2 separate regions of the Mus musculus genome follow, and region 1 is linked to region 2. A link is a contact called in public promoter capture Hi-C data. All regions are on one chromosome and are shown on one strand. The core of a region is the stretch at or near the end of the contact, and the rest is flanking DNA. Distances in the headings are between cores, read along the strand shown.

Evidence for each region. Capture Hi-C pulls out chosen DNA fragments and counts their contacts.
Region 1: a contact with region 2 is called in a promoter capture Hi-C map of liver. The contact joins the promoter of Gtse1 here to the promoter of AU022754 in region 2. A contact is called at or near these places in 4 of 39 promoter capture datasets (the 3T3-L1 cell line, hippocampal neurons and liver), 38 of 484 Hi-C or Micro-C datasets (the C2C12 cell line, CD4 T cells, the G1E-ER4 cell line and 22 more), 13 of 115 datasets of contacts at active chromatin or transcription factors (astrocytes, cardiomyocytes, craniofacial prominence and 9 more) and 4 of 9 other capture datasets (adipose tissue, liver, macrophages and 1 more).

What each region holds. Positions count from the first base shown.
Region 1 is chr15:85,857,981-85,864,773 of GRCm38.p6, reverse strand. Gtse1 (G two S phase expressed protein 1) reads right to left here and starts at 5,067. Exons shown (of 12, transcript NM_001168672.1): 1 at 4,980-5,067; 2 at 4,679-4,770; 3 at 2,816-2,873; 4 at 2,079-2,706; 5 at 512-667. The coding sequence starts at 4,703. Ttc38 (tetratricopeptide repeat domain 38) reads right to left here. Exons shown (of 14, transcript NM_001033337.4): 14 at 5,952-6,793.
Region 2 is chr15:85,579,663-85,586,877 of GRCm38.p6, reverse strand. AU022754 (expressed sequence AU022754) reads right to left here and starts at 5,736. Exons shown (of 5, transcript NR_040433.1): 1 at 5,461-5,736; 2 at 2,391-4,628; 3 at 841-939. Wnt7b (wingless-type MMTV integration site family, member 7B) reads left to right here and starts at 5,057. Exons shown (of 4, transcript NM_009528.3): 1 at 5,057-5,498. The coding sequence starts at 5,428.

The DNA of each region.
Region 1 (6,793 bases), core at 3,818-6,317, 280 kb before region 2:
GCCAGGCCTGTCCTCTCCGCAGTCTAACACACACACACGAAGATTAGGGGACAATTGCAGATGACTTCCCATTCTTACATTTACTTTGGATACAGGGTCTCACTGTGTAGTCCCGGTTGGCCTAGAACCCACTATGCAGACCAGGTAGAGACCCACCTGCCTCTGCCTCCAAGTGCTAGGACTAAAGGCATACACCACCACCATGGCCAGCTACTGTGTAGTTTTAAAGACAGGGTCTCTGGCTGGCCTGGCACTCACCAAGTTGGCTAAGCTGGCTAACCAACAAGCTAACCCCAGGGATCCAAGTGTCCTCTGCCTCCCCAGTGCTGGGATTCCTGGTACCCCACCACACAAGGCTTTTAAAATGTGAGTCCTAGGGTTTAACTTATGTCCATGCATTTATTAAATAAAAACAAAACAAAACCTTGAAGACCTAATTGTAATCAAGATACTAAACTGGCAACACGTTCCTATAGAACAAGTGGCAGCCCTGTAGTGCCAGCCAACTCACCTTGCCAGGAATGGGGAGTGACCGCTTGCCTGGGTGGCCTTCTCGACTGGCAGCATCTGGAGCTGTGCTGGGTTTGTCCTGGAGCACGTCACTCTGGGATCCCTTTTCATTCACGAGTTTCGTCCTCTGAATGCTGGCTGGCACCTCTTTTTTGAGCTGAAAATGTCGATTTGAGAGGTGAAGACTACCTGGTCTGACAATTCCAGAGCTGGCACCGCTCATCCTGGATGCTGCCCCTCTCAACCCATCCACTAGTGTGAGAGAAGGAGCACTGAGATGAGACTGGACCTCCTCACTGAAGCAGTGTCAAGACTAGGGCAGGCGGCCTGCAGAAGGATCTCCAAGGCTCCTCCTTTGTCAGGCCCTGACTTAAGAGTGCCATCGAGGGGTCCAGACATATGGTACATGCCTCTAATTCCAGCACCTGGAGGCTAAGGCAGGCAGACTTCTGTAGGTTCCACAAAGCCAGCCTGGTCTACACAGTGAGTCCCATGGCAGTTACATAGTGGAACCCTGTCTCGAAAACAAACAAACAAGCCTATACTCTCTGGCCTGCAAGCCCAGAGCAAAGCCCTGACATAGTGATGCAAGGGCATCAGGACCTTCTCCTCGTGCACACGCAGCAAGGATGTCGAGAAGGAAGGCGGTGCAAGCAGTCGCTTCAGTGTGAGGCCAACAGCAATGCTCCCCTTGTAGCGCTTCCTGTGACCCGAAGCTCCCCCCTGGGACAGACTCAGTGATACTGTCATTCTTTTACTAAAAAAACCTATGCCACTATCGGATGTGTCGTTTTAGCTATCTGTTCATCGGTTAATGGGCATCTGGGCTGGCTCCATTTGTTGGCAATTCTGCGGTTGTGAAAACCTCGTGTTAAGCTGGTTGATGACACTACAATCCTGCCTGGTATCCTGCATGTGCTGTGACCCACAGCCATGCATGGATCACACACAAATTCTGTTCCATATCCACGTGCTGCTAGCAATCCCACCCAGGGTGTCTTGGTGTCAGATGTGGTCAGGAGAGGGCTCACAGATGGGGAGAGGGGCCGTGCAGGGCTTCACCTTCCCACCACCTCACCGTCATTCCTTTAACTGTACCCTCAGTACAAATGAGGCTGCTATGGGGCTGCTTGGCCCTACACTCTAGCGAGCCTTTACTCTGTGTTTCCTCTCGGGAGACCTCCGTCCCCCTCCTCTGCAAACCTGGAAGTAAGTTATCTCTGACATCTGCCTTTCTACCTACCCCCAACTAGGCCTCCAGGGCCCTGAGTTTCCCACAACTGGTCAACTGCCATTTCCCTGACATTCATGTAATACCCGGGCAGAAGAAGTATAAAGTCCCAGCCATAGAGAACAGCCAGAGCCCAATGTGAGGGGCAGTGCTCCCCAGAGGGGCCCGGCCGGGCAGCTCCCCATCACTGCTGCCTTCGCTGTCCAGATTCTGGTTCTATTCTGGGCTTTCCAGTGCTCAGAGCGCTGCCCCTCCCGAGAGGCTTCCCTGGCAGGGCATGGGCTGAAGAGAGGCAAGGAGGCTGTGTACATCGCAACTGTACTATGCCTGGGTTTACCTTCTCTGTAGCCAGGTGAAGGTTTCTTCCTCTCACAGGCAAAGCCCGAGGTGGCTGGAGCTTGCTGGTGATCCTCTTTTGAGGCCCAGCCTGACTTGGAGGCTGGGAGGTACTTGATTCTCTTGGCAACGGCTGAGAGGAACAGGGCAGACCCTGGTTGCTCTGGGTCTGAGCAGGGCCTGCTGAGACAGGGGAGCTGAGCAGGCCTGGAGAAGCCAGGAGCTGGGGCTCCCCCATGGGCGGTTGCACCCTCGAGGATGGCAGGCAGAATGTCTCTCTTTTAAGTGACATGGGACTTCTGTCTCTCTTCTGTTCTTTCTCAAAGAGGCTTACTTTTAACTGTGAGTCCTGCACAAACGTTTCCTTGCCCTGGTTCACAGGATTTTGGGGCGTGGCAGCCTGGGCCACCTCTCTTCGGCTGTGACTTTCTATCTGTAAGGCCAGTAAGTGGGCTTCTTTGTACACCTCCACAAACTTCTCCCCAGTGAGAGGGCTCAAGGTGCAAGGGCTACCAGAGCCCGGGGCAAGAGGCTGCCCAGGAACCCGGCGGTTTAAGTCCAAACTGGCAGCAATGCATCTTTCTTTATGTCCAACAGGCCCAAAAAAGACTTCATCATCTTCATTTGTGCTGCGTTTAAAGAAAAAGATTATCAGGGCTGAAATCACACCAGCATCTAGGCGAGGGGCTTTGATGAACCTGTCTATACCAGGGGTTAGGGAAGAAAACGCATGTTTACCTTGAAGAAGACAAGGAAAGATCGAAGTCAAATTTTTCATCTTCCAAAAGAAGAAAGTCTGGGGTGGGGATGGGGAGAAAAAGTTCAGTTATTTTAGGGTAACATAAAACAGGAAAGCACTGGTTTCACAGTTGCTATGAATCTCTCAGTAAAGTAATAGATTGTTGCCTGAATTCAATCAATTGTCATGGGCACCTCAAGTCCTTCTTATTTCCCATTTCCACTCTCAAGTTCCAGGAGCCACTCTGAGTGCACTGATCCACCATCAAAACACAGAACCTTACCTCTATGATAGAATCTAGGGTTTCCAAGAAGGCTAAGTCACCTTCAGGCACAGGCTATTTTCTAAAGATCAACTACTTTAGCTAGCCTGGAATTCAATTATGAGACATCTATCAGCGATGAGTTCAAAGATGGTTCAAACTCACAGTAGAGACCAACGAGTATCTGTGGAGCACCACTGCTCCTCGGGTCCCTTTCCAAAAAAACAAAACAAAAAAGAAAACAAAACAAAAAACAAAAACAAAAAAAACCCCAAAACCTAAACCAAAACCACCAACAAAAATTTTGCTCTGCCTATCCACATTCCTAGCATAGCCTTGGTTGAACCAACTGTGGATTTATTCAGCTCTCTCTCACAGACCAGCCACTTCCCAGTAGTACTTAAAGGTCTGCTTCACCGGAGGGAACCTACATAATTCAGGACAAAATCCTAAGGTGGAGGAAGGTCATAGGCTTCATTAAGGATGCACGTTACAGCCTGGTTAAGTTGCATTCTAAACCTTTATGTTTATGCTCATAAATTACTGGACTGGGCTGCCAGCCTAGGTCATTAGAGGTGCTTCTTATAATGGGCATCACTGTGTTAAGCAGTCTCCTAAGGTGTCAAAGAGGATACATAACCTGATAGGGTGCAAAGGCCCAGTGCTCAGCCCTAAAAGGGAGAAAATAATTGTAAACCCACATCAACCCTCTAAGACTCAGGGGAGCAAAGTTACTTCCCACCACATCTGATGACCTGAGTTCAAGCCCTGGGACCCTCAGGTGCTTGCACACCTTGGTTACCACCCCCAAACACACACATACACATACACACACACACACACACACACACACACACAAACCAAGTCATCGTAAAGATTCCTCCTCCCCTCTTTTAGACAGGGTTTCACTGTGTAGGTTTACAAAGAGAACTAACTGTTCTGGAACTCACTCTGTCGACCAGGCTAGGCTAGCCTTGAAATAAAACTCAAGAGATCTGCCTGCCTCTGCAGTTGGGGCATTAAAGGCGTGTGCAGCCACCACGTAGCAAGTCTTGCTTTTCAAAGAATTTGCCAGCACTCAGAAGGCTTCCGAAGGTGGCTCTCGATGAATTCAAGGCCAGCCTGGACTACAGAGTGAGTTCCGGGTTACAAAGTGAGGGCTCAAAAAAACAAGCAAGAAAGGAAAAGCAAACAAAGTAAGTCAGTGGAGGAGAAAAGAATGAACCACAGGGGAATGGGTGGAGTGAGGGACTCTGCGCTCAGTGCAAGAGAAAGCTGTTGCCATTTTGATAGCACAGCAACTGTGATTAACCACAGGAGACCCTCACAAGATTAAGACCCCCACTTAAAGCCCTTCTGGAAGTGGGGGGAGGCCCCTCTTAAGATTACATAAGTGGTTTTAAAAAGTGGGTGGGGATGTTGTAGGGGCTTCTTTGGTGGTGGAGCTATGAATTGCTAATGTCCTTGTAAGTAACTTCAGTTAAATTTATTTGCTTATCAATCCAGACTTCGTTTCTTTGATCTGTTGTAGCCCTCTCTATTTTGTTTGGGGTGAAAAGGAATACACTCCAGAACAGCCTTACGAACAGAAAGGACTTACCTTCTTTTTTACTACCAGCATCCATCTTCACCTCTCTCTCCACTGGTTGGCCGAAGGCACGTCGCGGCCGTCTCCTCCTTCCACAGAGTTCGCTGCAGGAAGCAAGGGGACGGGAGAATTAGGCAAGTCAGAGGCAAGCCCCAACTTGCTCCCGGTTTCCCAGACTGTGCGCCCCGAGGCGGGGTAACGGATTTCCGGCTCTGAGCTGCAGAGCTGGCACCGCAGCCCGTCCTCCCCGGATCTCTGCGGCTCGGGACCCGGTTCCCCACTCTCCGGGACCAGCGCTACGACCACTCCTTACCCCTCGCCTCTGACCGGGAAGGCATAAAATCCAGCTGGGTCTCCGGCACCGGTTTAAACGCGGCGCCCGGCTCCGCCGGCCGCCGATTGGCCTGTTTAAACAGGAGACGCTCTCGGTGCAGCCTGGGAAATGTAGTCAGAGTGCTGATGTACAAGACCAATGCCCAAGACTCCAAGCCACGGATTGGCTCCGCTGGGCGCAGGAAACTCCCACCGGAAGTTCCCATGACTCTCCTCCTCCGGAGACACAGAAAGGATTTAAGCGTTCCGCCTGTGGCTGTGCTAGCAAAAGGGACCGAGGCGGTGATGGTGGGGCATAGGAGATGGTCAGGCAGCTAGGAAGGAATTTGTCCCGACTCTCTCCGGTGCTTGTCCTGGTATCTCCAGTATTTCTCATGCGTCCGGGTACTCTCTGCAGCCTAAGGCCTCTCTCCTGTACTCTGGTGTGCAGGCCCTCCCTTTTCCCTCAAATGCAGAAGAGTGACAGAGCCGGTCTTAGCACTTCTTTGCTGCCAATATGTTAGATGCCTTTGGATAGCAATGAGCAGGAAACTGGCTTCAAGGTCTGTTGGTTCAAGGAAGTCCAGGGTTGGCCTGGATAGCCATCAAGAAGGCCATCAAGTCTGGATGTCGTCTCTACACATCGGCCAGGTCTGGCTCACTAGTAGGCAAGCTGGCTTCGTCGGACCCAAGGTTCCCACCGGCTGGGGATGGTGACCGGTTCTGTGTATCTGGAATTTTAAGGGCCAGGCTTTTCTGATTCACACCGGGGGCGGGAGGGGGGGGCGCAAGACCACGGTGGCAGTCACATCTGTGGTCCAAGCCTTTAGCTCCTGTGCATGAAATCCCTGCATCCCTGGGGCTATCCACTGGGCAGTAAAGTTCACCAACACTTCTCTTTGTATCATATCAGGTCATAGTAGATGTTCAGGAAAGCATACCCATAGTAACTCACTGCTATTTACATTTTCTCTTGGCTTTAAAAATATTTTTATTTTATTTTTTTTGCCGACGTGTGCGTATGTACAGGTATGCAAGTGCCTACAGAGGCCAGAAGAGAGTGTCAGGTCCCTTGAGGCTAGATTTACAGGCTCTACGTGGGCGCTAGGTACTGATCTCTGGTCATCTGGAAGAACGGCAAGTGCTCAGCCATGGAGCCATCTCTCCAGACGCATACACATTTCCCTTTAAGATCAGTCGCCTGTCCCTGGCAGATGCATGCCTTCTTTCATGAAAGCCTACACATACCAGCTTTTACAGACAAGGCATTCAATGGAAGCCATTGAATACCAGAGATCACAGCACAAAGTGGTTCAATAGCAAGGGCAAGTGCCAAGGGCTATGGGGCAAAGAGAAGGCACTGTCACCAGCCCACAGGCAGGGTGGAAGGCTTTCTGAAAGAGACAGAGAGCAAGACTCCGCTTCTGGCTGAATCATGTATTATTTGGAATCATATACATAATGAGGACTAATGAGGAGGTTCCCCCTTGGCACCTGTCCCCAGGCTCCCTGATATGGAGACAGTACCTCTTCAAATCCTATGGCGATTACACAATTTCTTGACTTGCTGCCTCATCCAGCTAAGATTAGAGAAGCCCATCTCCCTAGGACGCAACCCAAACCTGGCACTTGGGAGCTGCTCAGAGGTTCCCATAGGAGAGGGTAGTCAACGGGACCAATTGTTTTAATGAATGCCCAAAACCTGTCCAGTCCTCAGCAGACTGCAGGGACTCTGAGCAGGCTAAGCAAAGATCTGGTTTGGAGACCTCCAACCCACTCCCCACTCCCACCTGCCCATCAGTCCCTACTTAAGTA
Region 2 (7,215 bases), core at 4,487-6,986:
CACTCTTCCATGGCTTCTTATGCTGAATCCAGGTTCCTGCCTTGAATTCCTGCTCCGACTTCTTTTGATGATGAACTATGATGTGTAACTATAAGCAACTCTGTCTCCAAAGTTGCTTTTGGCTATAGTGTTTTATCACAGCAATAGAAACCCCAACTAAGACAGATATTGGTACCAGGAGTGGGGTGTTGCTGACTGTGTTGTTTTGGAAAGGATTGTGGAGGTGTTAGGAACGTTGGGCTAGAAAAGTCATTGAATGCTCAGAGCTTAATTGGCTTTTGTGGGAACTTGGAGCATAACACTGAGAGAAGAGCAGACAATGGAAACCCAGGTCGTGAAGTTTCAGAGGGGAACAAAGATACTACGAAGGCCATGTATGTGATATTTTGAATTAAGAACCACTAAAGTGAAAACTTTGCTTTGCCGGGACAATTGATGCTGGTCAGGTGGAGATGAAGAATCAGTTGTGATTAAGAGGCCGGCATCACTGAGGGTGGATCTTCTGGGAAATGTTTTCTCAGGGTTAGTACACAGAAGCTGTGGTCCAGAAGGAGCCAAAGCTGTACTTTGTGCTGGCAGCTGAACTTGATAGTGTGTAAGAGTCTCCCTAGTGCTACTGGCTTTGGATGTGTGAAGAGACTTGGCACCATGAGAGATCATAAACTCATCCACTGATGCACACATCCACGGATGCACACACTCACTGATGCACACATCCACGGATGCACACACTCACTGATGCACACATCCACGGATGCACACACCCACTGATGTACATGCCCAATGATGCACACACTCACTGATGCACACATCCATTGAAGCATGCATCTACCCACCTACCTGCTCATCCATGAATGCCTCAGCTGAAGTAAAGCCCCAGGGTTGAATTGACTGTGGAGAGAAGTTGAGGCTTGGCATCATGTGGTAGACTCAGAGTTCCTGAAGAGAATCCAGAAGAGGCTATTGGTAAAGGTACATCCCAGTTACAGAGGAGACCCTAGCATGTTGGAGATGCCAGTACCATGGGAAGACCATCAAGGACAACAACAGCTTTGGAGTGGAGCTGGTCTGAGTTTAGGAGACAAACTGTATGTGCTATAGATGGCAGAGCCATAGAAGTGCCACGGGTCAGCTGGCCTCTTGAAGAGTCCCAAATGACAAGCGTTGAACTCTTTACACCACTGGACTTTGGTTTGGCTTTGCTTTGATTGTGACCGTGCCCCAATTCCTCCCTCTTGGAGTAAGAAAGCATTTATCTTGGGTTTTGATTTTACAGGAGCTCACAGCTACGAGACCTTGGGTATTTTAGAGAAACTTTGGAATTTTAGAGATACTTTGGATATTTTAGAGAGAGACTTTGAACTTTTAAAGAGACCTTGGATATTTTTAAGAGACTAAACTTGTGTTTGAACTTTCAAGGACTGTGGGACTTTTCAAAAATTGGAATGTTTGCCAAGCGTGGTGGTGCATTCCTTTAATCCCAGCGCTCAGAATGCAAAAGCAGGTAGAACTCACAAAGGTGAGTTCAAGGCCAGCCAGGGATACATAGAGAGACCCTGTCTCAAATAAAAACAAAGTTAGAGCGGTTTTATATTGTGGTATTAATATTACCATCCTATCTTAGGGACAAATGATAAAGGAAAAGTTCTAACCAAACAGCGATGTCTTTGTGTGTCAAACAGAGAAGGAACCAACCATTCTGGCCTGTTTAGTTAACTTGATACAACTTAAGAGTCATTTTGGAATAGGGAAGCTCAATGGAGAAAATGCCCCCACCAGACTGGCCTGTGGGTAAGATAATGGGGCTTTTACTTGGTCAATGATGGACGTAGGAGAACCCAGCTCACTGTGGGCAGTGCATGTATGCTCCTGGGATAGTGGTCCTGGGTGCTAGAAGAAAGCCTGCTAAGCAAACCAAGAGGAGCAAGCCAATAAGCAGCATTCCCTTCAGGACTTCCCTTCAGGATTCCTGCCTTGACTTCTTGCTCTAATCTCTTTTGATGGTTGACTGGGGAAAAAACAAAACAAAACAAACAAAACAACTTTACCAAGTTTTTTTTTGGTTATGGTGTTCATCCCAACAGAAAACCCACATAAGACACCATCCATCTATGCACTCTATGAATGTACGCATCCATCACTCCTACCCACCTGCCCATGCATCTGTGTACCCATCAATCCACTCCCCATTCATCTATGCATTCATTACCAGCACCCATGCACCATCGACCCGCATACCCATTCGTCCAGATATACATCCACCCATGACTGTTCACTCATTTTGGGGTGGATATTTCAGAAAAAAAAATCACTGTATTAGTCAGGGTTCTTTAGAGTCACAGAACTTATGGGAAGTCTCTATATAGTAAGGGAATTTGTTGATCGCTTACAGTCTGTAGTCCAGCTCCCAACAATGGTCAGCAGCAGCTGTGAATAGAAGTCCAAGGATAGAGCAGTTGCTCAGTCCCAGAAGGCAAGCAGGCCAAGGAGAGAGAGAGAGAGAGAGAGAGAGAGAGAGAGAGAGAGAGAATCTTCCTTCTTCCAATGTCCTTATATGGTCTCCAGCAGAAGGTGAGGCCCAGATTAAAGGCGTGTGTCACCACCCCTTTAATCCCAGATGACCTTGAACTCAGAGGTCTCCCTGTCTTAATCTTCTGGATTTCATAGCCACTATGCCTCAAGATCTCCATGGTCAGAAACTTGTATTTCTCAGCCTCCAGACTAGGATCATGGGTGAGCCTTCAGATTTTGGATTGTAGTCCATTCCAGATATAGTCAAGTTGACAACCAGGAATAGCCACTACAAACACCATGGAGTATAGGAATGATGATGGTGGTGGTGGTGGTGGTGGCGGCAACGACGACGACAAGGAAGCACAGGCAAGGATAGCGGAGCCTGGCTGAACCCACAGATAACCAGGTCCTCAAACTGTCCTGGCTCTGGAGCCTTCTGTCTTCTTCATACCAATCCCAACCTAGCCCTTCGGAGAGAAGCTTCCCGGTAGAAGCAAGTCCCCACCGTATCCCACAGACAGATGTGGGGGGTCTTGGAGCTAAGCTTTAACCCATCTTCTTCAAGCTGCAAGGTCAAATGACGGGTAGGAGGCCCTCTGTGATTCTAGGTCTCCTAGGACGCCTGGGCGGTGCTGCTTCCCACCTGCTGTCGGCAGGGGGCAGCACGTCGCTGTGTTACAGACCCTATGCAGTACTTCAGACAACCCTGCATTCTGTTTTGGGGAAACTAAGGCCTAGAAGCAGGTCGGGTCCCATCTACCAATAGAATTACCCACTTTTCTCTGACATAACCCTCCTAGAGAATCCCAAGGCCAACCCTATCTTGGGCCTCCCGATCTGACAGGTCTGGAGATGGGCTAGGAATCTTAAGACCCCAGGATTGTTTGGTGTTTGTTTGTTTGTTTGTTTGTTTGCAGGGAGGAGGAGGCACGCGTGGATGCTGTTGCTATTCCAGCCCCGATGCAGCCACATAAATATTTTGTCTCACTAACAGACCCCAAGACAGGGGTTGTTGGTGGGGACGGTGGAATAGCCCCCAGACTCCAAGGCAAAGTGAGGAATCCCTAACCATTTCAAGTCCAGCTCTTGTGGCAAGCGTTGCTCCCTGTCGCCACGGGATGGCAGCATCCACCTGCCAAGCTACCAGGCTGTTCTGCTTGCTCCCAGCCACCTGGCCCAGCTCAGCTCCCTGCCTACCAAGTTGTGCGACATCCAGAGTTCTTGGTTTCAGGGGACAGTGGTGTGGGACTGCAACTACCGTTTGACATCTGTGCCTTAGTTTCCCTGCTTGTGATGTCCAAATTCTCCTTTCTAAAGAGTCCTCCAACTCAAAACGATCTGCACAGCTGCACCTGCCGGCTTCTGGACCTGGGGTTCAGGAGCGACTCTCTCTCTCCCGGGTCGGGTCGTGGCAAAAGTTCAGAGGATTTGGAGAGATTAAGAGGGGATTAGGGGCAGGGACGGTAGCTTTTGAGCTCGAGGTTCCGGGCTGAGGACAGCGCCCCCTCATACCCCTCCTCATTTCCACACCAGGCAATTGGGTGTTGGCCAGTTTAAAGACGAGCGCCCTCCGAGTTCATCCCCTTGTCATAAGGGCGCCATTTGATGCTGCTGTCCGGGGCTGTAGACGCTTGAAAACCTGGCACACACCCCCCACCCACCCACCATGTGTCTGGTTACTAGCTGGTCCGCTGTGCTAAGACAGACCTAGCTGTGACAGGCAGTGTCCCTGTCACCCATTTATCCAGGATAGGATCAAGCGAGACACACCACAGGATGTGCCAGGCACCTAGGCCAGTCTGACTTCCCACTTTAGCGGTTCAACAAGAATCAGATCTGACACCCGCCCGCATCGGACAGGCCTGCAGAGTGAGACAGAATCCTCAGACTGGGACTCTCCAAGGATGCCTTTCTGAGTCTCTCTGTCATGGTGCCACTTTTAATGCTGGGCAGGCTGGTGTGTCTACCAGTCTCAAGTCCCACGCTCTGCTTGCGCTCTGCAGTGCCGGGCACTGGAACGAGTTTTCCCCGAGTTTGTTGGGCAGGTAACAATGCCTGATCCGGAGTTGTGGCCCTGGAAGCACCCACGTAGGTAACGTCTAGGGGAAAGATGTCTGCACATAGAAAGGAGATGGTGGTGGGTGGTCTCTCTCTCTTTAACTAGAAACTGGAAACCAAGTGACCACCAAGCCCTGAGCGGGTAGTTTCTTAGCCCCCGCCCCTACCCCCACCTTCACTGTCTCTGAGGAGCGCAGGTGTCTCTTTGGAGCCGCACCCTCTCCCCTCCCTCCCCTCTTCCCACGCAGTCCTGGGAGGGCGATCGGAAGGGAGCTGGCCTGGGGAGGGGGGGCGAGGGGTTAGATGCGTTCGTGTGTCACGGGGGAGGGAGGAGAAAAGGGAGGGGAGAGCCAGGGAGCGCGCGCGAGAGAGCGCGCTGCGAGCGAGGAGGGCGGGCGGGAGGCGGATCCTCCTACCTGGGGCGCGCTCGCCTGCTCGCGGCTCGCTTGCCGGGGCCGCGAGTCACCTGGGGAGGCGGACAAGTGCGGACACATTGGCCGCCCCGGCGCACCGCGAGGCGCGCACGGCCCCAGGCGGCTAAGCCCAGTGGAGGCAGCGCCCGCCCGCTGCTCCTGGCCCCGGCCTGCGCTCGCAGAGTCCCACGGTCACTCCGCTGGGCTCCGAGGTCGCGGTTCCCCGCCCGGGTCACTCCCCCGGGCGCACGCGGCGGCTGCGGCGCCCTGGGCTCACCATGGTGGCAACGCGTGCCGGGTGCCCACGCGTCGCCCGCCTCCCGAGCCGAAGCGCCGGCTGAGCGTGGTCCTACCGCAGCTCCCTGGCTCCTGCCCGGCCCCTGCCCACCCGCGCGTCCCCTCCGGCCGCAGCTGTCTATGGCGCAGCCCCCCTCCCTGGATCATGCACAGAAACTTTCGAAAGTGGATCTTTTACGTGTTTCTCTGCTTTGGCGTCCTCTACGTGAAGCTCGGGTGAGTATTTCTCTGGGCGGGGGGCTGCAGACGGGGAGCCGGCAGCCACCAGAGCCTCCTCCAGCGGACCTGGGGATAGGAGTTGGTGGGGGAGGGCGTTTCTTGAAGTGGCCAGGCTGGCTGGTATCTCCGGCCCTCAACCCAGCCTCGTTGAGACTCAACCGAGCCCCCCCGGAGCCAGAGATCCTCCGGAGGGGCGCGGAGCCAATACGCAGCAGGGACAGCGCGGTCCGCGGACGGCCGCAGCGGGGCTCGCGGGTAGCGGCGAGCGTGCCGGGCGCGTACTTTCACCTGTTTGGGCTCCAGGCCCCGGGGGTGGGACGCGCCTTCCCTCCCCCGGGCTGCGCTGGGCGCCGAGCCCGGGCCGAGCGCTAGCCGCCGGGAGGGCGCGCCGGGCCGGGGGGGGGGTGCGTGGGGCATCCCCGGCGGGGGAGATCGGGGCGCGCACTCGCCGCGAGCGCGCAGGCCTTGCACCCGCCGCGGCCCTTCGTCTCTATCCATCACCCGGACATGTTGAAATTACCTTGACAACTCGTCCGGCTGGCTCGGGATGGGCCGTGGGGCTGGCGCAGCAGCCTCGGGCTCCGTCCCGGGCCCGCGCCCCCGCCCGCCCGGGGCCTTGCGCCCGGCCCCCTCTCACCGAGCTCCCCCTGGCGCGGCCGGCCGGGCGGGCTCCAGGCGGGCCGCGCTCGCTGCTCGCCGCCGTAGCTGCTCCGAGTCGTATTTCCACATTCCTGAACCCAGCCGAGTCCTTACCTGTTGAGCCGCGATCTCCTTTAGACGGAATCTGTCTCGGCCTCCCCGGATTGGGGGTGGAGGGGCAGTGTGACCGAACGGAGCGCACCGCACCTCGCGGGCGTTAGTCACTCTTGGCGGGCCGGCCGGGACCAGACCCCCACCCCCACTCGGAGCACCTGCGGACATCTGTGCCCGCCTTGCCCGGCGATCCTACTATGTGTCGCCCGGCGCTCTGAGGCCAGCCTCATCTTGGCCCTAGGAAGGCCAGTGACCAGACCTGTAGGAGGGGCGGGTTCCGGTACCTGGGAGACCGACTTTCCAGGCGAGAGGTAGAAACAGTCGCTGAAGATCAGCACCCTTCCCAGCTCTCTGCACCTCCGCCATCTTACAGGTGAAGAAATTGAGGCCCAGAGAGGGGTAGGGACCAAACCTGGTGGCCTCAGAGGCAGGATTGAAAGTCTCTTCCTTATTCCTGCAGACCTGGGCGGGAGTGTCTGCGGCTGAGAGTGGTTGTGTTTATTGTAGGTTTGTGAGGGTAGGCTATGTCCCTGGGTGTTTGTTTATGAAGGTGAGGGGTGCCGGGGCTTTGAGCTTGCTGGGATGGGGGCAGGGTGGGCAGGCCACTGCTTCCTGGACTCTCAGCAGCCTGTAATGAATCTCCTGGGCCTGTGAAGGGACCCACCGCCCTTTGGGAGGAGGATCCATGCAGATCCCAGCTACCTGGTTCTGGCGCCAAGGCCTTTGAGTTGGGCGCTTGACTGCACCGGCCCTGGCTTCCATTGCTGACCATTCTTCTCAGCAAAGTCCTCTTATCATCAAATGGGAAAAAGTGTCAGCGGAAGGACCTGGGTGCCCGAGGTTGGGGGACTCCCTGGAGTGGTACCTGGGTTTCATGCCTTTACCTCATCTTTCATGGCTGGGAAGGCTTTTGGCTGTGGTGCTCTGAACAACTTGGTGGTCAGTCCTGAGTAGAGAGGGG